Regions from separate parts of the Mus musculus genome. Here regions 1, 2, 3 and 4 are each linked to region 5. A link is a contact called in public ChIA-PET and HiChIP or PLAC-seq data. All regions are on one chromosome and are shown on one strand. Each heading gives the region's core, a stretch centred on a gene start, on an enhancer-like site or on the middle of the called end of the contact. The rest is flanking DNA. Distances are from core to core; before and after follow the strand shown.

Region 1 (4,587 bases), core at 879-3,378, 380 kb after region 5:
AATTCCTGCAGTGCCAGAGCAGAAAGTGCTAGGAACCACCTGGAGTGGGCAGAACTACCCCAGGCTGGCTGACATACAAGGAAGCACTCAGCGAGTTTCTGATGCATGTGTATAACAGCATAGCTGCCTTTGCAGGCAATGTAGTGTGTGACTCAAGAGAGGTTCAGTCAGTTTAGAAGCTTTGCACGAGGAATAGCTTGATTCCCCATTCTCCTTGTCCCCTCAAGGAACAGAGCAATCTGCATTACAGTGGAGGCTCTGAATTCAAATCCACCAGGATCAGCTGGTGAGGAGGTCAAGATACTACACTGGAAGTGTAAGAGCAAGCAAAGCTTGCATAGAATAAGAGCCTAAGCACTATGGGGTTCCCCCACAAATTTCCAGGTACACAGCAGCTGATCTCTACATTGAACCCCAGTGTCAACAAACCCTTATGTTCAGCTGAGCTTCTAATCAGATTCTTTGTTCTTGGCATAAGTATGAAAGGATAAGCCAGGACTAAAAGACACTGGGAAGAAGTTTCTAGCATGGACAGTGGAAACTAACCCAAACCACAGCAACAAAACTAATGTGATCTAGAAGAAACATAATTCCCGAGCTATAGACTACAATAGCAGTGACATGTATTTCTGAGCAAAAGTGAAGTAGCTACACAGAATATAGGCGAGATCCCTTGTCTATATGCCCCAGTACAGGGGAACGCCAGGGCCAAGAAGTGGGAGTGAGTGGGTAGGGGAGCATGGTGGGGGGAGGGTATAGGGGACTTTTGGGATAGCATTTGAAATGTAAATGAAGAAAATATCTAATAAAAAATATAGGGGAGATGCTGCATATAGCTAAGTATGAAGAGAATAAGTAACCTAGCTTAGAAATACAGTAAAGTTCATGGAGGGGAGAACACAGGTAATATTAGCAATAGAAGTAGCTGGTCTTAACAAGTGACATTGCAAGGATGTGTTGAGATAGATCACAGTCAGTCAGGTGGTGACACTACGTGGCAAAGATGCAGAAAAGGCTGTTGGTACTTTCTCAATGAAACATTAGATGGCCATGAGCCCAACTCTTAAAATGTTAAGTCTTATAAAGCACTGCCGTTGATCTTGGCTGTTGCTCAGATAGCTTGAGCCTGGTTAAAGGAAGAAAGATTAGTGAGCATGTGGTTTGTGACTCACAAGGTCTGGTTCTATATCCAGTCTCTACTAGTTTTTTGTTTGTTTTAGGTGTTTAGTTGTATTGGAGTGAAGAAACAGTATCAGCGAATCCTTTGCTACTTTGATGATTATGCACATCAAATGTTTTACCCAGCAATGTGTGATTTATAGATACCTTGACTGTACCATCCACAGATTCATAGACCAGGAGGTATCCAGTGACCGATGCTCGGGGAGGTCTCCAGGTAAGGAGGGCAGTTTCTGACTGAACCTCTGTAGCTGTAAATTCTCTTGGGGAATCGAGGTCTGGAGAAGAGAATATGTATCAAATGAGCTAGAAGGTGTAGAACAGACAGCAAGAAGAGAACTGGCCTCAAGTTTGTTCAATAACATTAACCATGGCCTTGGACAAGAATCCCACCTGACTATCGATGAGGAACTTGAACCAAAGTCAAAGGTTATATGAGTCCTATCACCTCAAGGGTCTAAAAGCCCAACATATTCCTGGGTGGTTTGGGTTGGATTTGGGTTGAAAATCATTACAGATCCATTATTTCTCACCGACAGGGCTGAGGAGTGCTAATATTGGCCCTCACCCCAACAGAAGGGACAGTCCTTTACTTCTCCAAATGTTGAGCTTTGTAAAAAGATCTCAATACATAAAACCCCAATGAACATCTAAGGAAACTACCCTGAAAACTTCTTAAAAACTATTTCCCAGCCTGGAGCATGGATCATTAAATGCTGGGTTTAGAGCCAGTAGGTAGTGTTTTTCCACTTACAAAAGCTTCCCTTAAATATCCTTTTCTCATCTGTTGGGTCATTTCAGTTCAAGGGGAAATGGTATGCTTCTTTGGGTCTTGATTGAGTGGGCACTGGTAAATTTTACTCATACTGATGTCATTATACTGCAAGGGCCTGACTTAGGGAGGAAGAGCAGGGGAGGGGATGTGGTTTAAGATGCAGGCTGTGGGTGGGCAACTCAGAAAGGAGAACTTGCACTCTGGCTGTCTTGGTACCTGTGGTAAACTTGGTGGCGATGGTAGAGCTCTTCTGCTGTCCTTTCTCTGCAAAGATACTCAGGATGTACTCTGTGGCAGGCTCCAGGTCATGCAGCTCGTACTCCACTGTATTTCCAGACACTGTGCGTGTAACTTCTGGCACTAAGTATGAAACACACACGTGTGGCAGTTACCCCTTGGCAAACAGCACATATACCTCCTTCTAAGACACAACCTTTCAGTGACCCCCACAGCAAAGAAGGTCAGAGTTCTGGACCTCTTTGGCTAGGTCTTGATTAGTCCTGATCTAAAATTTTCACCATTCCCTCCAGCCATAAGTTCAGGGGGAGGGGACACCATTCTCTCCCTGTCTCAGGAGAATTTCCTTACAGGGAATAACAAAGAGGAGAATGGATGAACTGAATTTTCTCCTCCTGCCTCATCTTTTCTCTTTTCCCAGGAAACTCAGGGTTTTGCCAGAGCTGAATGAAGATTTAAAAAAAAAAGGCCCCCCCCCCATGGGTTATGGTGTCCTGTAATACTGCCAGTGAAAGCCAAGCAGTCTTGAGCCATAAAATATGAAAATTAGAAAATGAAATAACAGAGGTCTTTCTAGACTAGATCATCATAAACATATGAATGGAATCAGAAGAAAGCGGCTCTTTTCCTTATTTGATTTGCATTTGATTGCATTTGATTTACTTCCTGGTGGTTGTGTTTGGTTGATGGTCTCAGCAAGAGTTTAATTTGCCTGCTGGGTGAGTTGGTACAGATGGTGGCAGATGGGAAAAGCAGATTCTTTCAGTCAAATTGGCTTCAGTTAGGCCCTCCCATGGCCTCTGAGAAGGCTAGGCACCCCAGGACATCATGATGCCATTTGGTTAAGACCTGAGACTCTGGAAACCTTCTTTGTAAAGAATAAGAGCTGCTTCCTTGAGAGTCTGTCCCTCCCTGAGGTGCTTTGAATATGAAATGTCCCCACAGGCTCATGGGTTTGAAAACTTTGTTCCTAGTTGGTAGCCTTGCTTGAGAAGGTTTTGGTTTAGTGAGGAGGTGGAGCCTGCTTAAGGAAGTGAGCCACCTGAGGTAGGCTCTAAGGCTTTATAGAGGGCCCCATTTCCTGCTTCCGGACTTTGGATACCTTGGGACCAGCAGCTTCCTGTTACTGCTGCGAGCACTTTCTTGACATTTGGGAGTTACCTTCTTGAATTAGAATCCAGAGTAAACCTGCTACCCCTTAAACTAGTTGTCAGGTATTTGGTCATAGCAATGAGAAAAGTAACTCAAGAGTCTAGCAAGGTGGGATGGGTCAGCAAAACGTGCAAAGCTCCAGACTCGCCTTCTTTTTCTTTCTCTTTTCACTTGAATGGCTTGCCCAAGTCTTTCGAGGATACAGTGGAGGTAGGCAAAGACATGACTGGCTCTTACAGCGTACCACTGAGTTTTCTCATCCCATGGTACATTGGAAGGGGAATGGGAGGAGTCTGCGGTAAGATGAACCCTCATCAGAGTGTAGAGAAGGTGGGACAGGACCTTACCTCTCTCCCCTGTGTAGGAGATGACATAACTGTCCACAGTGGCAATGGCTGGCTGCCACATGGCCAAGGCTTCTGAGTCTGTGATGTTGGCTATCAGAAGACCAGATGGACCATCCAGAGCTGGAAAGAAATAAAGGAGAAGACTTCAAAATGTTAGAGGATAACATCAGAGGACATGTGCTTAGATGGGCTCAGAGTCAGGCCCCTTTGAACAGGCTAACCTGACTTATATCATGACTCTTTTCCTTACTGTTGTATTAGTTTTGGTCTCTATTTCCTCATATGTAAAATGGGCATGATAATCCTGGCTGGCTTTTTCTTTTTGACTTATATGTGATGTTACAGGTAGGCAGTTCCTGAACAATGTTTAATGTGTGACAAAGGTTATTGTCAGGATTCATGTTCCTTTTTTCCAGGAAAGGAACATAAATAAACATACATAGAGGAGACCTGTATGGTCACTACTGCCTGAGGCTTTTCTGGGCTTTGGGTGATATCTTTATTTAGGGGATCTTATAGGTAATAACCTGGAGGTCTCTAGGGTCAGATTCTATTGTGGCTTATTTTCCTGTGTCTCCATGTCTTTGGAAAGGCCACTTCACTGAAGTGTGCCTATATAACATGGAAGCTCTCAGCATTTGTTATTAATGCTATACTTTGTAAAACTTTTTAGTCTTTTTTATTTCAATCCTTGGGGTCCCGAGGCAGGAGGATCATGAGTTTGTGTCCACCCAGAGCCACATAGTAAGATTATATCAGACAACAATGACAAATATGGATAAGACAACAGGTATGTATTTATCTGTATGGGGTATGTGCATGTAAGTGTAACTGTTCAAGGCTTCGGTTATGGATACTAGGAATTAAATTCGAGGACTCAAATAAGAGCAGAGTATG
Region 2 (4,827 bases), core at 63-2,562, 270 kb after region 5:
TTCAAACAAACGAAATTTCCCAAGATGGTGTGGCCCTGCACATTATGTGTGCATCTCAGAGGGTACAGGTGACAAAAACACTGCTACTTTTCAACACCCTGAACTCTTCAAAGCCAGTGGCTTGTGAGGAAGCTTTCGATTTCTTTTGTGGGTTTTAACATTGAAATAGCAGAGCTCTGGGAAGACTTGGCCTCTCTCTCTCTCTCTCTCTCTCTCTCTCTCTCTCTCTCTCTCTCTCTCCCTCTCCCTCTCTCTCTCCCTCTCTCTCTCTCTCTCTCTCTCTCTCTCTCTCTCTCAAATATCACAGTCTTTAAAAAGTAGCTCCTCACTAAAAACAAGCAAGCAAGCAAGAAAACAACCACAACAAACAAACAAACAATAGCAACAACAGACTCTCGGCAAAAGAGAGGCCTCAGAAGTCCTGGGAGCACGGATTGAGGACATAACCTTAGAATTAGGATGAGCGCCTTACAGAGGTGATACCCACATGCGCACTCGCCATCAGGGCTCCCTATGCTTCCTCCCTCCATACTGTGAGGCTGTGACCCATCTGGGCTTCAATCTTAACTTCTCAAGGTCAGCAGCTCTTCTGTTGGCTCCAGTACATCTGGAAATTTTTGAGCTCATGTCCAGTTCTATTTCTTTTAAAAAATTCCCACTGAGTGCAGAAAGTTCATTTCTAGTTTTTCCCCTTTTCTCTGATATAATCTCTCTCTATATATGCATAGTTTTACTTATTTTCACTTTTTAAATTTTTTTTTTTTTTTTTTTTTTTTTTTGCTCCTAGTTAAACTATTCATTAGCTTCCCAGAGCTGTTCCTCTAGAGGACACACATTATAAATGAGGAAAGAAAAGCAGAAAAAAGATGTTTACTCACCTTTTTCTGGACTACCAGTACCAGAATGATCGCCACTGCCACAACAAGGCACACCAGTGCGGTGGTGCTGAGGTAGAAGTAGCTGCGACTTGTGCTTCTCCAGGGCCTCGTGCTTCTCCAGGGGCTGGCTACCGAGCCGGGCTGCACCTGCATGGCTGGGTCAGGGGAAGGAGCCCCACAGCTGCCTGCTTGTTGCAGCCCTGGCTCCATGCTTTATATAGTCTGTCCCACATCACACCTTATCTCTCCTCATCTGATTCGGTTCTGTACCCAGCTCTGTTCCAAGAAGGATTTTCCCCTGCATCCTGGATCATGTGACTTGGAAAAAAGCCTTCACCAGTTGCCGGATGGAGAAACTCTTCTCTGGGGGCGTGAGGCGAAGGGTGGCTGCAAGGGTGGGGGAGAGGTTCATTTTTCATCGCCTGGGATTAATCTGAGTGCAGAGAAATTGTAGCGAGATAGACGATGGTTGATGTCAGCGGGTGGTAGGAAGGAGACAGTTCCGCGTGAGTGTACACCAACCACTTCTGTTTCCTTTAGGCTCAGCCACAGAACGCCTTGCCGCGGGGACCCTGCACACTGCATGATCCATGCTGGTGGCCCAGGAAGCTTCCAGATTAGTCTCTTTGCTGGGTCCCTGGAGATGGCAGTCCTTTGTCAGCAGCACAATGACTGTTGGGGTTGTCCAACAATTACAGCATGCTCTAAACTGGAAACATACCCATTTCTGGGAAAGAAGAGCCCACTGTTTGGGCATTTACCTACCTGGAGACAAGGTTGTGGCAGTAGGATATTTGAGGATAGTTTCAAAGACATGGTGAGAGAAGAGGAATTTGGAAATAATTTGCTGTTGAACCAAAGCTCCTCTATCTCTTGCAGGGTGCTCTCCAGGGCTGTTAAATTTGCCGATGAAACTGGCTTGCCCTAAAGTTCATACTAGGGGAAGAAATTAGTGAGGGGGTCAGGAAGGGGAGGCTCAGTGCTGTGGAACGAGTGTGTGAAGTGTCTGTGGGTTGTATGGGGGTGCAAATAGTGTTCCAGGTGTTTGTGATGAGTTTGTGGACAGAGGTTACTAGAATTGAACATTCTGGCTCAGGTACAGTCTTGGGAACTTGGCTTAGAGGCTGACTTCACACTCGTCACCAGCCTCAGAGGCAAGTAGTATTTCTTCTTCACAGCATAGAGAACTGAGACCCAGCATAAAAGCATTCTTAATCAAATCTACCAGTGTTAATCTAATGGTAAAACTTGGTGGTATATGCAAACCAGCCTGGCTCCAAAAGCCTGCCGGACCCTTTCCTTACAGGCTGAAAACCTCAGGTTGCATCTTAGCCTTTCCTCTTCTCAGCATTGCTCCTTGAATAAGTCAACGCAGCCCCTGCTTTCACCCCAGTCTGCTTTGCAGTCATGGGGAAGATCAAACAGGATGATGTAAGAGGGCTTCCTGAATGGGAATGGACTTGGCAGCTGTTGTTGAACAATTCCTGTTAAACAGCCCAAGTTGCCCTCTGGGCCATGTCTGGAATTTCATATAATAAATAGATTTCTGGGACACAGAGCTGGATCGTATCTGTTGCTATGAATGACCTTTCTTTCAGAATATTCTCTAAAAGCTTCAGAGCTGCCTCCAGATGTGGCCTTCTGAAACCTCACTTGCTATTTCCCTTGAGGTAGACAGCACCTTCTCTTTTGACTATACACTACCTCTGCAGGTCACAGGACATGTCAGAAGCCCCAAAGAAATGCCGGATCCAAAGCCCAGCTCAGATTATTTAGCTTTCTGGATCTGTGTAGATCTCTCTTTGAGCATTCTGCAAGGCAGCTTAGACTTAGGAGATGGTCTAGAGGCCCTTTTTGGTGAGTTTATAAAATGAAAAACCACAGAGGAGGGATAGGTAGTGAGGAATGAACTGGTGAGTATCTTCTTCGAGGGCAGTGTCTCCATCTGGTTGTCAAGGAAACTGAGCCTGGGGTTTGGAAGACAGATTTGTCCTTAGCCACTTGTCCTGCTGGTTTAGATAGGGCAAGGCAAGTTAGTGTTTTGGGGGGGTACACTTGTTTGATTTGGGGAGAAAGCCTTGTCCTTTGGTAGGTACGGACAGGGAGTGGGTGGCAATCTGCCCAGAGCTGCTGAGAACCGGCTGCTCCCTTGGCCCTCTCTGTTTAGCCCCTTTGATCGAAGTGGAAAACTTCTGATTGCTGAATGGAAGCTGTGGGTGTTGAAAAATAAAAAGGCTTCGTTTAAAGTTCAGGTCTTCCTGAAGGCCCATGGGGCTGAGGAGGCAGTGGAAAAAAATGTTTGTCTTATACTTACAGTTTTGCATATTGTACATTGTCCTAGGAGGGAGGGCTGACAAGGGGGAAAATCACCCTTTGTTCTTAGAACCTTCTGAACAGTTGAGATTTTCAGATCAGTCACTAACAGTTTGTGGGCCCAACTTCACTTCTTTTGTGGTTGCATCCTCTGCTAGTGAAATTTCAGAGGCACCCTATTCCCTACTCCTGTTGTCTTCACCTCCTCTATGCTTTTCATGTGTTGCAAGATCTGGTCCAGGCAACCTAGCAGTCAACTCCCTGTGATAACAGGCTCTTTTCAATTTCTACCTAAGCCACACAAGGTGCATGTGGCAGGATCCTACAGGTTCCTTGCTGAGTTATTTTCAAATCCTTCTTGGAGGTAAAACTGCACAGGAAATGTTAAAAAAAAAAAAAAAAAAAGCAGAACTTGGCCGGAGCAGAGGAAGGTCAGGTAGAAAGGCTGAGCCTAGCTGATTGCTCACTTTATAAGACCCAGAGTCAGTACATGATACATGAAATATGGAGTCTTGTGATTATTTAGCTCAAATTATTTATTTCACAAGGAAGGAGATGGAGACACTGAGATGACATGACCTGAAGGGTTTGAGAACTCACTCAGTGATCAAGCCTGAGGACCGAAGTGTGCTATTCAAAACCCACATATAAATGCTGGGTGCAGTGGCATGCTCTTATAATCCCAGTGTTATGGAGACAAAGACAGGTAGATTTGCTGACCAGTTAACCTAGCTTAATCAGCGAGTTTCAGGATTACTGAGAGACTCCATCTCAAAAAGCAAGGGCAGTGGATCTTGAGGGATGACACTGGAAGTCAATGGGTGCGTGCTTGTACGCGAGTGCACACACACACACACACACACACACACACACACACCCCTTTCTTGAGATCGAAATGAAATGATTTGGTTCACAAGGGAAGGGAAAGAAACAGGCTTCTTCTTCCCTCTGTCTGTTCTCCAGATGTCTTTGCAGAAAATATGCTGAACCCATTCAGGCTTCCTTGAATGTTTCTCTTACCTTGCTATGCCTCTGTCTGTCTTTCAAATCTTTCTGAACAGGGGCCATCTGGCTCCATCTCCTTAGTAAAACCTGCCTCTATATAGCAACCCACTAACACACTCTCTAGATTCCAGGCCACGTCACCTAGTGATGTAATTACCTGCCTGAATCTACTTATTGACAAGTGTGTGAGCACATGTCAATTTTGCCTACCTTGTGAGATGCTAGAGTCCCAGAGCCACTCCATTTGTTCTTGCTCTCTTCATCTTTGCATCCTATCTGCATGATTTAGATCTAGGCCCATAAATGACCAACCCTCAGTCATTGATCATCTTGACTTTGTGGCTACGGAGCAAGAGAGTTCTAGAGGGCTGGGTACACAAAAGAATTGTGTGGTGGATTTCTGCCTCCTTTACTTTTCCTATATTTCTATCTTCCTTACTTACCTGACTAGCAGAACTATATTTCCTATATTTACCTGACTATATTTCCACTCTAGCATGTCCTAGTGAGATTGTCCATTGGTGTCCTTTAAAGTAACATTAGTTGCTAAGATGTGGTTCCTGTACCTGACAGTGTATTAAACCAAGCTAATCTCTCATCCTTTGATGAGTAAAATCTATTTTGAAATAGA
Region 3 (4,917 bases), core at 158-2,657, 300 kb after region 5:
TTCCTTCCTTCTGTGGCATCAGATCTCTGGGAACCTTGGATACGTTGAGTAATTTGTTCAGTATATTCCTCTGGGGTCTTTAAATTAACTCTTCTTTATTGTCAACCATTTTCCATACATCGATTTATCCCATCTTCTATAATCTAATTAAACATGACCATTCACTTTCGCTTTAAGACATTTTTTCCCACAGGATTTAATGTCTCAGGTGAACAAGAAGGGAAGTGCTCATGTTTAAGCTGTCACATTTAACTAGAAGTTCATGTACATGAGTTGCCTTCCCTAAAATCTGTCTGCTTTTCCCTATAATAACCCTGTGTCCACCTGTTCACCCACGGTACCCTTCATACCAACTCAAGAAAGCATGCTATAACTTCATGTGGTGTGAATGGGAGAGTGGGTGGGGATTGAACCTAGGGCTTCATTCGTGTAGGCAGATGCCCTACAGTTAAGCCACAACTGTGTGTTTATTAAAGAAATGGTTTGACAGGAGATGGTCTGGGAGAAGATGGCTGAAGAGAAAGCTGAACTCAGATGATGAAGGGTACCAGGCTGAGCACAGTGAGTTCGCCTCTCTTAAAAGTTCACGCGTGTTGTCTCATCGTTGGTGTAGGTGACAGTGTAGTTTGTCTTGGCCAAAATGAGTCAGAAAGAACTTTTTTGTGTGTCTGTGGTATGGAGGCTGTTTTCGAGGAGTCTCATGTGGTGGGATACGATGGTATGAACTGGAGCGCAGAGCGTTGGCGGAGGAACAATTAAGATCACCTAAGGCAGGGTCCGGTATGGAGACTTAGAGAAGCTTCTCAGTCATTGCTGGTTCACCGGGCACAAACAGAGACGCTCACAAAAGACTTGGGGAGCACAGGGGATAAGTAGGGTTTTATTTTTCTATTTGGGGCAATAAGGCAACATCCAATTAAAAATGATTAGCAAACATGTAGTGGAAACTGGGTTTATGGGAAGGATTTTGAAGGAGAGAATGCCAGGAAGAGGTGTAGTTACTTTCTCAAGTTCATGTAGCTGTCAACTGGCAGACCCAGAATCCCAGAAGTCAGGTCTGCATAAGCCCCCATAGTCACTACAAGTATGTACAGACTGTAAAATTTTGTCAGCTTGAGACTCAGAGGTTTGAGGTTTGCTTTGGGGGAAACTCACTAAGGCAAGTGCCTACCCTAGAACGATGGTATAATTACCACAGAGAGCCAATAAGATGTGGGTGAAGACTATTGATGTGCTCATTCACCAGGATCTAGCCTGGGCCAGGTCGTCTTCCTGGCTGAGGCTGACGCCCTTCCTGCTTTCACTTGGATGGTTTCTCCAACAGCGCTGGCTACACTTTCGACAGTTACACTTTCTACCCTGCCCACCGCTATGGTTCAAGCCAGAGAAATCTGTGGCCCAGCAGAAATTCTCAGAACAAAACTGGGGCTCACATCCTGCCTGCTTTTCTCCTCATTCTTGCTCAACAGCTCAGCCTGAGAGAACCACAAAGAAGCAGAGTCTGCATTTTTCTAACGTGCCCTGGACAGGGAAGGGCTCTGCGCTCTGGGCTCAGGCTCTTTTCTGCATGCCCTCCATACTGTTTGGCATAACGTTGGGTTCGTGGCTTAGGCTAGGGGAGGAAGAGGAAGCAGACACCTTGGGAGTGGAGGCGTGGAGTGTGTAGGTTGTGAAACAGTATGTGAGAAGCCTCTAGAACCAGCAAAGAAAGTTTTGTTTCTGGAATTCATAATTCATGGTTTGCACACTCAACATTTCTGTTACTTGAAATTATGATAAAAATCTATGTCATCCTATGGGCTTGCACATGTGTTTTATATGAAAAAGAAATTGCAAGCCTGTTATGGTTTCCTCTTCTTAAGTGTGGTCTAATTTTGTGAAGAACAGTAGCGTGGCAGGACTGAATCATAGGAAATGTGGACATGCCTGTTCTATACCACGATTATAACACCCTGGCAAGGAGTCTTGAGCTCTCGCTGAGAAGAGGGTATTCGTTGATTCTGGGTACTGTTTTCTTTCCTTTCTCAATAGAGTCTCTTTAATTTCATCTGTCAGAAAAAAAAAGCATGAGTCCTATGTTTGAATCTCTCTTCTTTATTTCTTACTGGCTTGTAACTTGGTCTCTTCAAATCCTCATTGTCTCATTTTAAATGTGGATAAGAAGGTTATCTTCATACATGCACATGAACACACACACACACACACACACACACACAGACAGAAAGACAAAAAGAGAGACAAAGACAGGGATCGAGAAAGAGAGGAATGGGAAGGGGAGAGGAAGAGGTAGAAGGAGAGGGAGAAAGATTACACTTAGTAGCTGCTGATGTCATGTTTAATTTTGAACTGTTTTGATAGTTTTCCTTTTTTCCTACTGATAGTTACACACACACACACACACACACACACACACACACACACACACACACTCACACACACACCAGCAACAATTTACTGTACATTGAAAATTCAAGGGAGGAAACTGTAGGTGTTTATGTTTTGGATTTTATTTTTAAACATTACAAAAATGTTCCATTCACAGGATTTTGACATTAAGAATGAGGAAACATTATTTATATCTGAGTCAGTATGAAAACATTACACATATGATTTCAGTTCTATAGTATACACATTTAAAACAAAAGTATATTGGAGAGGTGATAGAGGGAGAAGGGCAGGAGATGATAGGAAGCACAAATATGGATGAGTTATTAAAAACTTGTCAATGCTGAGAGACAAGGGACTTAACATGCCACTATTTACACGTCAATGGCTTTAGTTTTACTTTATGAGTACTCAGGTCAAATTTATCCAAGTATCTTCTCCTTCCTTCCCTTCCTTTTCCCTTCCTCCTCCACCCATCCATTCATCTTCCCCTTCTTTCTTCCTTCCTTCCTTTCTTTCCTTCTTTCCTTCCTTCCTTCCTTCCTTCCTTCCTTCCTTCCTTTCTTCTTCCTTCCTTCCTTCCTTCCTTCCTTTCTTTCTTTCTTTCTTTCTTTCTTTCTTTCTTTCTTTCTTTCTTTCTTTCTTTCTTTCTTTCTTTCTTCCATCCCTTCCTACAACATATCCAGCCCACACATCTACTAACCCACTCACTCATTCCATTCTTTCACCCATCCATCCTTTCATCTATCCATGCTTCCAACCAATTCATTCACCTATAAACCTATGCATACTCCCCATTCACCCATCATCCATCCCTCTATGACCCAATTCATCCATTGATCCGTCCTTCATCCCACCTATTCATCAGTTTCTCTTCTGAGTTAATAAACTACTAAATACACCCTATCTATTTGGTCATATCCTAGGCACTAGTGATACAAGTACTCAAGCCAATGCAGGCTTTCAAGAGATCATGACTTACAGAAGATACAGTTAAGTAAACAAACAGAACAACAGTGGAAAATAATGAGTGGCTGACACAGATGTGGAATTGTAGACAGCTTAATAAAGGACATATCCCTGAAATGGGTCTCAGAGAAAAATGGAGTAGTTTGTTAGGAAATTAAAGTTTCTAGGTTTTGGAGAGATTAAGAATGTGTTATAAGCAGAGTAAGCAGAGTACATTCTGAACAACTGTTGTAGAGACATGGTGCTCTCTGAATAGGAAACCAGTTTATTTGAAACTGTTCCCTATGTTCGTGAAACCAGTATAATAGATAGTTAAGGTTCTGGTTGTTGGGGGCAGATATATGTGAGCTCAAGTTTGATTGACTAAGATGGACTTGGTCAAAATATTTAACCTCTATGGGCTCTACCTACTTTATACTTAACAGAAAGCTAGAAGTCAAGAGTCATGAGCTAAAGTATATTGAGAGAACACATGTAGCACCTTTGTGCATTGCACAGAGGAGACCCTCAACTTGGACCTAGTTTTAAAATACCAATGTATTGGATCTTTGGTCTAGCAGAGCCTTGTTGGCATAGCGAGCAAGTCAGATGATGGGGGAGAAGATGCCTCTGTGAATAGAGTAAATATGACTTATGACTTTCCAACTTTTTTGCTGAAGCTTTAGGAAACTTCTCTGAATCATAGTAACACATTTAGTGATGCGGAAACTGGCCTTTGGGTTCACCTCCCTCTGTTTGCTTTGGCTGGTGTGGAGTCAAACAGAGGACACTTGCTGTCTCTTTTGCTGACTGCCACTTGTGAGAAAAGCTAAAGCATAAATGTGTGAGAACAAAGCTCAGTGCTTTGTTAAGCACAGAGGTGTTTCTGATAATATAACGGAGCAGTACGGGATATTGAATGGAAAGGACATTGTACATCCTTCTCTGGTTGGTGGAAAAGACCCCCAACTTCAGGTTATAGAAAGCAAATAGATGGGTTAGGGATATAGCTCAGTGGTAGGAGATTTCCTAGTACACACTAGGTTCTAGGTTCAATCCCTAACACCAGGGGGAGAAGAGGACATAGAGACATTTTAAAAACAAGACAATCTGCAGTAGGCTGTTTATTTCATGGAAACACTATCACATTACTAAGTGAGCTGGGCAGCAATTCATATCCACAGAATAGTTCTCTAGTTCAGAATTACTTCTTCTTGTTACTCTTAGTCTTCAGTGTGCATAACAGTCTCCTTGGAAGAACATGGTCTCCTACTCTTGACTTTCTGACACAGTATGTCCATGATGGGGCTCAAGAAGCATCATTTTCTTAAGTTCTCAGGTGGTACTAGTGTTATTATTCCAGAGAGGCCATACTGAGAACCACTGGCTCAGGAAGAAGGGACCAAACAATCTTAGCATTCTCCCAAGGTATCTACCTTCAGCAGCCACTCTCCTTTTGTGTGCTTTGTAGGTATACTTTCTATGGAATATGGAGAAATAACATATATGAATCCTAGAGGGAAACTTGGCTACAGTCGGGGGAAGAGGACAGTCGAAGTGTTGGAGGACACTGAGGTGTTCTCT
Region 4 (4,748 bases), core at 693-3,192, 340 kb after region 5:
AATTGTTACTGGGAATACGGCTTCTCTGAACAAGGGCAGAAAGGTTCCAGTGTGACCAGAAGTACGGAATTCTCAGGGACCAGTTCCAAAGAGAAGGATTGCTGCATCAGATAGCAGTGGTACCTTTTGGTTGTTTTAAAATATTCTGACAAACCGTTCTGCAGGGAAGCTGCACCATTTTCCATCTTTGCCAACAATGTGCAAATGACCCTGCTTTTCGGGTCCTACCACCATTTGCCTTTCTTTTTCATTAACTTTGACTTTGGCTGTTTTGATTGATGTGCAATTATACTTTACTGCTGATAAGCTTGAGGGTTCTATGGCTAACGATGTTGAACGTTATTTTCATGTGCTTAGAGTCATTGGTATATCTTCTTTGGTGAAAAATGATTTAGTACTTTTTTTTCCTGGACTCCCTTCTACTGCAAGTTTTAAAATAATACTATAATTCAAATTAAAGTCTTCATTGAGATCATTTTGGTCTCACATATAATTATGAGAAATAATTAATATTACCTAAAAGGTGGATAATACAAGTGAATAAGGCTTATTTGAATATTTCTCCTACAAAATAAAAAAAAAGAGCCATAAGCATATGAAAAAATGCTCAACTTCATTAGCTATGTGGGAATTGCACATTAAAATCACTTGGCATTCATTCAAATGGTTATAATAAAAATGCAGATAAAATTAACTGTTGCTGACAGCGTGAAGAAATAAAAATATACTAACTACTGTTGGGGTGTAAAAAGGTGAAGATGTTTGGAAAACATTATGGTATTTTTCAAGAGTTAAACAGCTATTATCAGAAGTAGTCCCAAGAGGGAACTTATAGGTCTCACCTCTAACAGGAAGGCAGGGCATCAAGTGAGGGATGGGGTTGCCATCCTACGCTCACATCTATGTTCCTGTCTGAAAAAATTACAGGGATGGAAATGGAGAGGATCCTGAGGAATAGAAGTTCCAGAAACAGGCCCAAAGTGGGATCCAGCTCAAGGGGAGGTCCCAAGGCCTGACACTATTACTGAGGCCATGGAGTGCTCACAAAAAAGGACCTAGCATGACCTCACCCCAGAAGAGCCAACAAGAAGCTGAAAGAGTCAGATGCAGATATTTGCACCCAGCCAAGCAGCTGAACCCTGTTGTTGAATTAGGGAAGACTGAAAGAAGCTGAAGAGAAGGGTGATCCTGTAGGAGGACCAGCAGTCTCAGTTAATCTGACCCCCGAGATCTCTCAAACTCGGGACCACCAAACAGACAGCATATACAAGCGGATATGAGGTCCCCAGCACACATATAGTAGAGGACTTCTGGGTCTGTGTTCATTCAGAGATGATGTACCTAACCCTCAAGAGACTGGAGACCCCAGGTGTTGTTTAGAGGTCAGGTGGGGTGGGGGTGGTGGGGACTTCCATGTGGAGACTGGGGGGAGGGGAGGGGAGGAATTATGGGATGTGGAACAGTCAGAGGGTGGATAGGGTCGGGGGGAATAAATATGGAGTGTAAAAAATAAATTAATAATAATTTTAAAAAAAAATCTGTAACCACTTCATTTTCTGTAAAACACACCAGACAGCTTTCCTCTTCCTCCTGTCTCCTGATGAGAGGGACTTCTCCTCTCCTCCATGACTGTCCTCTTTCTTGGTGTCAAAGGGCACAATACTCCCCGGCCCACCAAGTAAGAGAAGTGATGGAATTGCTCTTACAGCTCATCCAGACTTTAGAACTACTACTTCAGAAGACTAAGAGATTTCTCACCAAAGCCAGGGGTAAGAATCCCGAGTTTCCACACTCCAATGTCTCCTTTCCCCAATTTCAGGCGCAATTTCTAGAACAGTTGTCAGAATTTTTTTTTTGACATGGTATTTATTGTGTTGCCATTAGCGAAGGCTCTCTGGAGAGGACTGGCAATGATTCATCTGTGCGAATCCCTGTTTTCATCGACTTGCGTCTGTGTGAGGGGACAGCCCCATGCAGCCTTCCACCTCATCATCACTTTGGTTTCTCTCAAAATATTTGCTCAGAAAAAGCCCAGTGTTTGGCTTCTGTTCACTTTGGGCTTCCAGGGGAATTTCCCCATTCTCCCCGGAGTCCAGGGTGAAGTCGCTTTACAGTTCGTTCACTCCTTACACAGCAAAGCAGACGGTGAGGCTGGCTCCAGAATGACCCTTATTGGATCAAAGACAGACTTAAGTGGAATCACTACATGCAGGACACCAGATGGATGAAGGAGAGGTGGTTATTATTCTGTATCTTATTGTGACCTCTATAAACCCAAACACCTGTTCTGTCTCAGGGCACTGCATGTTAATTCCACACTCACCCTTACTTAGCTCTTAAAACTCACCTGAGATTTGCCCATTTGAAATGTATCTTGTACATATAGATTCTGTATGATCCTCACTATGGCTGCCGAACTTGCACCTTATCACCCCTACTGAAAACAGCGCCCAACACCGCACTTGTGGTTACAATTAAATTTGACTTCCTGATTGTTGTGTGGTAAATGCTAATATCTGTCCCAGTGATTAACTCAGTATTCAGTATGCAGCAGGCAGCCCTTTGCATCCATAGTTCACTAAGTTCTCCTGATTCATATAGCTCAGAGATTCGAGGAGACTGAGATCACAAATGTAACCATGGTACCAATTTATGGTAAATACACACCTCCACTTCAGTCATGGTTTCCCAGATGTCTCCTATTGCCTTCAAGTTTACTCTTTCAAGTTGAGGTTTTTTACCTCTGTCGTAGTTTCTGTGATGAAAGGCAACATGGTAGAGAAAGTGTTTTATTTGTTTGTTTGTTTGTCTGTTTGTCTGCTATCTGGGCTCACAGTTCAAGGTCCTTCATGATGGTCAGACACATCAAGGCAGCAGGAGCTTGAAGCAGCTGGTCACCCACATCCACAATCAGAAGGCAGAGAGGGGCAAGGCATGGGAGTGCTTTGCTTCTTCTTCAGTTTCTACTGTTCAGGATCTGCTGCCCACAGTTAAGATGGTTTTTCCCATCTCACTTAATACAACCAAGGTAATCAACCACAGGCATGCTCAGGGTACCGTGTTTAAGGAACTCCAAGATTTATCCAGTTAGCAATTACCACTAACCATGAACATCTCCTTAGGATGAAAAAAGCCTTGAAAACTGATTGAGCAGGGTTGCTAAGGGGCACTAATCTTTTTACCTTCCATTTATTACGTTGAAAGCTTGGGTACATACCTCTGTACGAAACATGAAATTGGCTTAAATTGTATTAGTATGGCATCTCCAGAGACACAGAACCATCAGTTGTTTCAACCAATTGAAATATGGGCTGGGGAGAGGGCTAAGTGGCTAAAGTGCCCACCTCAAAACATGAGGACCCAAATGGTGCTTTCCCTCACCCATATAAAAGTTGAGAATGTCCGTATTTGTCTTTAACCCTCAATGATGAGACAGAGGCAAAAGAATGTCCAGAGTTTGTTGTGCAGTAGGTGTAAGCAGATAGTGAGCCCCTGGTTGAGTGAGATACCCTGTCCCAAACAATGTGAAAAGTGAGAAAGGAAGATTCCTAACATTGATATCTGGCTTCCTCATGCACACACACACACACACACACACACACTAAAAATATAGAAAAATAAACCAGTAAGATACTGTGTGTGAAAGAGAGAGGAAAGATAGATACAGATAGGTAGATAGATAGATAGATAGATAGATGGATGGATGGATGGATGGATAGATAGATAGATAGATAGATAGATAGATAGATAGATAGATAGATAGATAGATCTTAGAGAGAGTGAGGAGGCTGCCAGGCTCTAAGTCTGCAGAATAAGCTGGTAGGCTAGAGGGCCTGTGAAGATTTAATGGAGCACTTCAGGCATAAAATCCATCTGCTGGAAGAATTCCTTCTGCTGTGGAGAAGGTCAGTCCTCTCCTTAGTGCCTTGAACTCTCATGAGGCCACCTACTCTATGATGGCTAATGTGTTTTATCCAGTTAGCTTGTTTACATGGTAACCCATGCTGAAGATTTATACCTTCAAATCTACATCCAAACAGGTTTAACTAAGTACCTTTGGGCTCTATGATCTAGCCAAGTTGATCCATAAAATGAACCATTCTACCAGCATAGTGGTTTTTGGAAAGGGGACAGTGATGCTGAACGGGAAGGATAGAAAATTGAACCATCTTCCATTTAAGTTCCTCATTACTTGGGCATTTGGCCAAAAAAGGGAGCTTTAGATAAACAAAGGAGGCATAGCTGGTGGTTCTTGTTTGCCACAGTACAAGATGCTTTACACACATCAGTAGCACTTCCAAGCCAATATGGCAGTCAATGGCCAGGAGGTTCACCAGTCTCAAGGTGCCTTCTCAAACCTGCTCACTGTAGCTAGGACCAGGAACTGGGAGCTGAGGCACGAGTGTGGCCTGAATAGCTCTGTATTCTTCAAAGACTCCAGGTCCTTAGCCACACTTCCAGTGTGTCTAGAACAGTAGGGTGGAGTTAGGCTTTGCCAGATCACAGAGAGAAGGAGTGAAAGGCAGAGGATGTCAAGCTTCGCCTGTCATCAGCTTCAGTTACAAACACCAGCAGGGAAGTCTGCAATGAAGTAGATCAAGGTTACCAGCATCCATCAAACTTTGTGCTCCAGTGTCCTGATGTGTCCAGAGTACCAGATGCCACTGTGGGGGAAGAGTTAGGGGGTGGATACGTAGAATCAGAGTTTTAGTTTGGTTTTCATCGTTTTCTTCTTCCCTTCCTTCCCT
Region 5 (4,706 bases), core at 1,867-4,366:
AGATTCATTCCCTTTGCCTGCTTGGGATCCTGTGTTGCTGGCACCCATGTTCAGGGTGAAGCTTCCCTCCTTGGTTAACCGTTCCTAGAAAAGGCCTGATGGACACACCCAGAGGTGTGCCTTCTGGGTGAATCTGGTCAAGCTGACAATGAAGATTAATCATCACACAGGATCTCGTAGCATTGCCCAGGCTGGCCTCAAACTTGCAATCCTCCTGCCTCAGTTTCCTGCATACTGGGGTTCCAGTCTTATTCCACAGTGCCTGGTTAAAATGTACCATCTTTTAGTTTTCAATTGGTTTGCCTTTCCTGAGATCAGTCAGTCATCCCCCACCCCAGTTTTGTTTATTTTGGTAATTATCATTTTAGAGCCCTCTGAGAGCCATTTCTTTTAGTGGTCATCTGAGGTCAACAGTATCCCTGGTTGACTGAGGTTTGGCATGTGAGCATGGCACTGTTCCCTGGGCAACCAAAGCCCACGCTGCCCTTCACTCTGCCTATGAGACTGTTCTCGCCAGGGCACAGTTCTCTGTATTTGAGAGCACAGCAGGTATTATTCATTTAGATTTAACCGTGTTCTTTTTATTGCTTTTTATCACCTTTGAAAGTTACTGTTTTTATATTCCTATGCTTGTTTCTGTGTCTCTTTTTCCTCCTGGGACTAACCTTAGACCTTATCTTAGTGCAGAGCAGTGTTTAGCAGCATATTGAGAATTCCCTGGAATAGCCTTCTTTCAGTACAAATCTTACAGTGACATTTTCAGTATTTGCTGAACTGTCTCAACTTTTTTCTTGAAGATATTTTTGTTAAGTAAAGAATTCTTTGCTTTTATTTCATGTTTCTTTTCTTTGTTGTAGTTGTGCATATATATATATGTATATACATTTTATATATGTATATACATATATGTTATATATATTCATTATAATTATTATGTTACACTATATATTATATATATGAGAAATTGCATATATATGGAATTTGTTGCAATGACTTACGGGCTGCAGTCTAACAATGAGCAGCTGTGAATGGGAAGTCCAAGATTCTAGTAGTTGCTCAGTCCCACAAAGCTGGGTGTCTCAGCTGGTCATCTGTGTAAGCTGGAATCCTAAAGACGTAGGCTCCAATGCTAGTGAAGGAATGGATGTGCTGGCCAAGTGAGGGCAAGCAGGTGAAGAAGGAACAACCCCCTCCTTCTCCCGTTGTTTGTATCTAGGCCTCCAGCAGATTAAAGGCATGCCTCAGGATTTGGATTGAAGGCATGTGTCTATCCACATTAAAAGTATCATCCCACCTCAGGATCTGGAACCAAGGCCTGTGTCTTCCAGCCTCAAGATCCAGACCAAAAGCATGCTGTCTTTCTGCCTCAAGATCTGTTTCACAGGTGTTACCCCCCCCCCCCAATTTCTGGATTGTGGTTCATTCCAGATATAGTCAAGTTGACAACTGAGCTGGACATCACGCTTGATTCTAGTCTTGTATTTTTATGTGAACTGCTCTATTTCACCTGGGTTCCAGCCCTTCAGGAATTTTAGATGAAAACGTATGTGTGTGTGTGTGTGTGTGTGTGTGTGTGTGTGTGTGTGTGTGTGTGTATTGAAAGCCAGAACTCCACCAGTCATCGTCATTTACATCACCTACTCTGTGTGTATGTGTGAAAAGTTCTGCTAAGCTTTGCAGTTGAGTGGATTCTACTTAGGGTCTGGCAGGGGCTGCAATGGGAGCAACTCTCTGATCTCTTTAAACAGATGTACAAAACCCCCAACAGCTTTGTACAGAGCTGAGTGAGGAGGTTCGGTCAAGTTTAGGCTGCTTTCCCATAATCAGATAAACCAGGCTTCTCCGGCTTCCATGGATCTTTTTACTGTTATCTGAAAATCCAAAAAATATATAGCACTCACTCTGAGGGCCCCTTGACAGAGTCACAACATGAGCGCCTTTTCACAAGCCTTCTGTGGAGGGGCTTCTCAATTAAAGAAACAAGTTTCTTTGATGTTCAGAGCACCCACTGACTGTTGCAGGAAGCAAGTTGACAGAGTCTGTGGTGTGCTGGGGAAAGGAGGAAGACTGGCCTGGAAAATGGTACAGAATGCCTCTTTCCACTGGTTTGGTGAATCCAGGGCATCTATCATGAGAGCTGTAGAGGAAGAGGAAGCTGGCCCTCACTGAGGCCCAGAGGAGTGACTATATATCATAGCCAACTGCTAGTTCCCCCACAGGCCATGCACCCATGGCTTCCATTCCCTGGTATGTCTTCTAAATATCCCCTACATCCCTGCTTGTTTTGGATAAAGTGTTGCTACATACCCTAAACTGGTTTTTAAATCGCTTCCCTCCTGTGTCAGGAATACTGGGATTATAAGCCCACACCACCATTCCTGGCTCTCACATTTTGCCATTTCTCTTTCTTCCCTATCCTTATATCCCAGAATTAAATAATGTCTTGCCAACTTGACCCCCAACACTATGTGAACCTCTCTCTATTTTTCCTTCCCATGTGGTCTGAGTTAGAATGGGTCATCTGTACCCAAGAAACCTTGTGACCTGGGCTACTTCTCCAGCCTCATATGCTGCTGTCATCCCAGATCACGCCTGCGAGGTTTCCCCATCTGTTTGGGCAGCCTCTGGATTTATTTCTGTATTAGTTAGGTCTAATACCACAGTAGTTTGAATGTGGGGTCTTGTAGTGTTAATAACTGTCAGTGCTGGTAAGAGATGGCAGTAAGGAGGGAGTAGTGCTAGAAAGTTCTGTGAATTATGAGCAGCAGCTGGAGGGGCGGCCCCACCCAGGAGTGAGGGTCAGATCACAAACCTAGGATTGGGAGCCAGAGCCAGAGTTGTGATAGAGAAATTTATCAGCAGGATGCTTTAGAAACATGCCTTCTTGGCTACAACTACAGGAAGATTTTTTACCGGAGGAACTCCATTTGTAAGGGACACAAGGAGAAATGGTTGCTCAGTGTCTCCAGTCCCCATTTGCTGCCAAACCCTGACCTAATATGTCATCTAAGACGAAGGGCACTGAAAGCCAGAGAAGCTGCAAGAACCCACAGAGTTCCTTCCTATCTTTAGCTTCAGCTGTTGACAAAGCAAAGTTCATTGCACCAGCTGCCAACAAAAGAATTGTTAAAAATCCTCAGCCCTGATTTTGAAAGCAGGCAATGAACAGTTAGTCTGGGGACAAGAACAATGTCTGGATGCTATCCTCTCATTGATGAGGGGCAGTGTGACCAGAGGGGATTAAGAGCGTGGACCCTAGAGTCAGGCTCCCTGAGTCTGAGTCTCAGCCTGGCACTTCCTATTAGCAAACTTTAAGCTATAATTTACTCCTCTAGGACATTTTTCTAGGATGTAAAACCTGGGTAGTTTGCTTACCTTGTTGGCTTAGTGTACTGATTGAACTGCTATTCATAGAGCACTTAGAGGGGTTCCCAGCACAGGGGAAGCTGTAGCGGGGCTTTCCATGTTGTTTGCATGACGTCACTCAAACCTACCGTTCACACTGTAGACCGGCTTCCTGTGATTGTTAATCTTTACCCGCAATTTGGCGGATTTAGAGACACCAGGGAACCACACCTCAGGCCTGTTCAAATAAGGAGGGAAGACCCGCCCTGAAGGCGAGCAGCAGCATTCCAGGGCCTGGGGTCGTAGACTAAATACAAAGGTAAAAAGGAAGTGAGGAAAGCCCCATCCTTCACTCCATCCCCATCCTGTGACTGTAGTGTGGCTAGCTGCCTCATCCCGGTGCTGGTGTGATGTGGGCTATTATGTCAAGATAACCTCTTTCTGTTGCCCATGTCAGATGTTTTATTACAGCACTGAGAAACTCAATACAATTTTCAGCGTAGGTGTGAACACAGTTGTGACACAAACATCGCATCCCTTGATCTGCCTCTCAAAATGGGACAGACGCAGGGTGTGCGAATACAGGGTGCTGACTTCCTATTCATCTTTGTCGTCATCTGCTGGGCATTCGCCAAGCTTCATGTTGAAGTCCTAACTCTGTTAGTGACATGGGAGTTGGGGGCCCTTTGAGAAGGGATTAGGATTATAAAAGCTTGAGACTCCTGCCCCTTCTACCATGTGACACAGTAAGAAGGAGCCTAGTATAACATGGCGCACCCCCATCAGCCACTGTGTCTGGTGGTGCCTAATCTCACACTTCCAACCTGAGGATTGTGAGCAGACCGCATGTTCCTGTTGCATATACGCCCTCCCTTTATGATATACTATCACAAAAGACTGAAGGCACAGAGTGACTCAGTATTGTAAAAACCATCCACCTAGCTGTGCCACTCCGCAGCTGTGGCCCCTCATCACCTTCCGGGCATTCTTGGACACAAAGCTTTTGTTGCCTGGCTATTTCTCCTGTCACCACACCCTGGTGCAGACTTTTCCTTGAGTCTGTACAGACTTTGAAGCCTGTGACCCTTGTACCTTCCCCAGGTCTGTTCCCCAGATTTTCTGATTTTGTTCCTTCTTCTTGGATTGCCCAGTTCCCTTTCAATGTTCAGAGACTTCAAGTATTGACTCCTCCGGGAAGCCTCCACTGAGCCCCGAAGTCTGGACTGAAATGGTTTTTCTTCCTGTGCTTCCAGAGTTACCCTATTGTGTCAGAGTGCTAGGCTTCTGCTTGAGATGGAAGCCACTGAGGTGGGGGGGGGGTCTCCTGCATTTGACAGTGTTCTAGCCCAGATGCACTGTGC

What was found. ChIA-PET counts read pairs in DNA pulled down with a chosen protein or histone mark. HiChIP or PLAC-seq counts read pairs in DNA pulled down with a chosen protein or histone mark.
Region 1: a contact with region 5 is called in a BATF HiChIP or PLAC-seq map of CD8 T cells, with 6 read pairs. The contact joins two enhancer-like sites. A contact is called at or near these places in 3 of 115 datasets of contacts at active chromatin or transcription factors (CD8 T cells, bone marrow-derived macrophages and regulatory T cells) and 4 of 9 other capture datasets (adipose tissue, liver, macrophages and 1 more).
Region 2: an RNA polymerase II ChIA-PET map of memory CD8 T cells shows a contact between it and region 5, with 132 read pairs. The contact joins the promoter of Tnfsf8 here to the enhancer-like site in region 5. A contact is called at or near these places in 2 of 39 promoter capture datasets (hippocampal neurons and stem cell-derived epiblast-like cells), 1 of 484 Hi-C or Micro-C datasets (CD4 T cells), 3 of 115 datasets of contacts at active chromatin or transcription factors (bone marrow-derived macrophages and memory CD8 T cells) and 3 of 9 other capture datasets (adipose tissue, embryonic stem cells and liver).
Region 3: a contact with region 5 is called in an RNA polymerase II ChIA-PET map of memory CD8 T cells, with 9 read pairs. The contact joins two enhancer-like sites. A contact is called at or near these places in 1 of 484 Hi-C or Micro-C datasets (embryonic retina), 1 of 115 datasets of contacts at active chromatin or transcription factors (memory CD8 T cells) and 3 of 9 other capture datasets (adipose tissue, liver and macrophages).
Region 4: a contact with region 5 is called in an H3K27ac HiChIP or PLAC-seq map of thymic regulatory T cells, with 5 times the contacts expected there. The contact joins two enhancer-like sites. A contact is called at or near these places in 1 of 39 promoter capture datasets (macrophages), 1 of 15 datasets of contacts at CTCF or cohesin (the NIH/3T3 cell line), 1 of 484 Hi-C or Micro-C datasets (ventricular fibroblasts), 5 of 115 datasets of contacts at active chromatin or transcription factors (Th17 cells, bone marrow-derived macrophages, regulatory T cells and 2 more) and 3 of 9 other capture datasets (adipose tissue, liver and macrophages).

Annotation. Positions count from the first base shown.
Region 1 is chr4:63,968,988-63,973,574 of GRCm38.p6, forward strand. It overlaps Tnc (tenascin C), which reads right to left. Exons shown (of 27, transcript NM_001369211.1): 19 at 3,691-3,810; 20 at 2,171-2,314; 21 at 1,327-1,457. Among named protein-coding and RNA genes, the nearest start is that of 8030451A03Rik, 13 kb to the right of the region's middle. Within about 2 kb of position 2,129, at least 17 of the 459 cell types and tissues checked have an H3K27ac peak or open chromatin away from gene starts, as enhancers often do. A contact at or near this core is called in CD8 T cells, where this site is marked.
Region 2 is chr4:63,859,972-63,864,798 of GRCm38.p6, forward strand. It overlaps Tnfsf8 (tumor necrosis factor (ligand) superfamily, member 8), which reads right to left and starts at 1,313. Exons shown (of 4, transcript NM_009403.3): 1 at 879-1,313. The coding sequence starts at 1,088.
Region 3 is chr4:63,897,839-63,902,755 of GRCm38.p6, forward strand. No RefSeq gene overlaps it. Among named protein-coding and RNA genes, the nearest start is that of Tnfsf8, 39 kb to the left of the region's middle. Within about 2 kb of position 1,408, at least 52 of the 459 cell types and tissues checked have an H3K27ac peak or open chromatin away from gene starts, as enhancers often do. A contact at or near this core is called in memory CD8 T cells, where this site is marked.
Region 4 is chr4:63,933,524-63,938,271 of GRCm38.p6, forward strand. No RefSeq gene overlaps it. Among named protein-coding and RNA genes, the nearest start is that of 8030451A03Rik, 49 kb to the right of the region's middle. Within about 2 kb of position 1,943, at least 10 of the 459 cell types and tissues checked have an H3K27ac peak or open chromatin away from gene starts, as enhancers often do. A contact at or near this core is called in regulatory T cells, regulatory T cell precursor and thymic regulatory T cells, where this site is marked.
Region 5 is chr4:63,591,890-63,596,595 of GRCm38.p6, forward strand. No RefSeq gene overlaps it. Among named protein-coding and RNA genes, the nearest start is that of Gm11213, 6.5 kb to the right of the region's middle. Within about 2 kb of position 3,117, at least 61 of the 459 cell types and tissues checked have an H3K27ac peak or open chromatin away from gene starts, as enhancers often do. A contact at or near this core is called in CD8 T cells, adipose tissue, bone marrow-derived macrophages and 4 more, where this site is marked.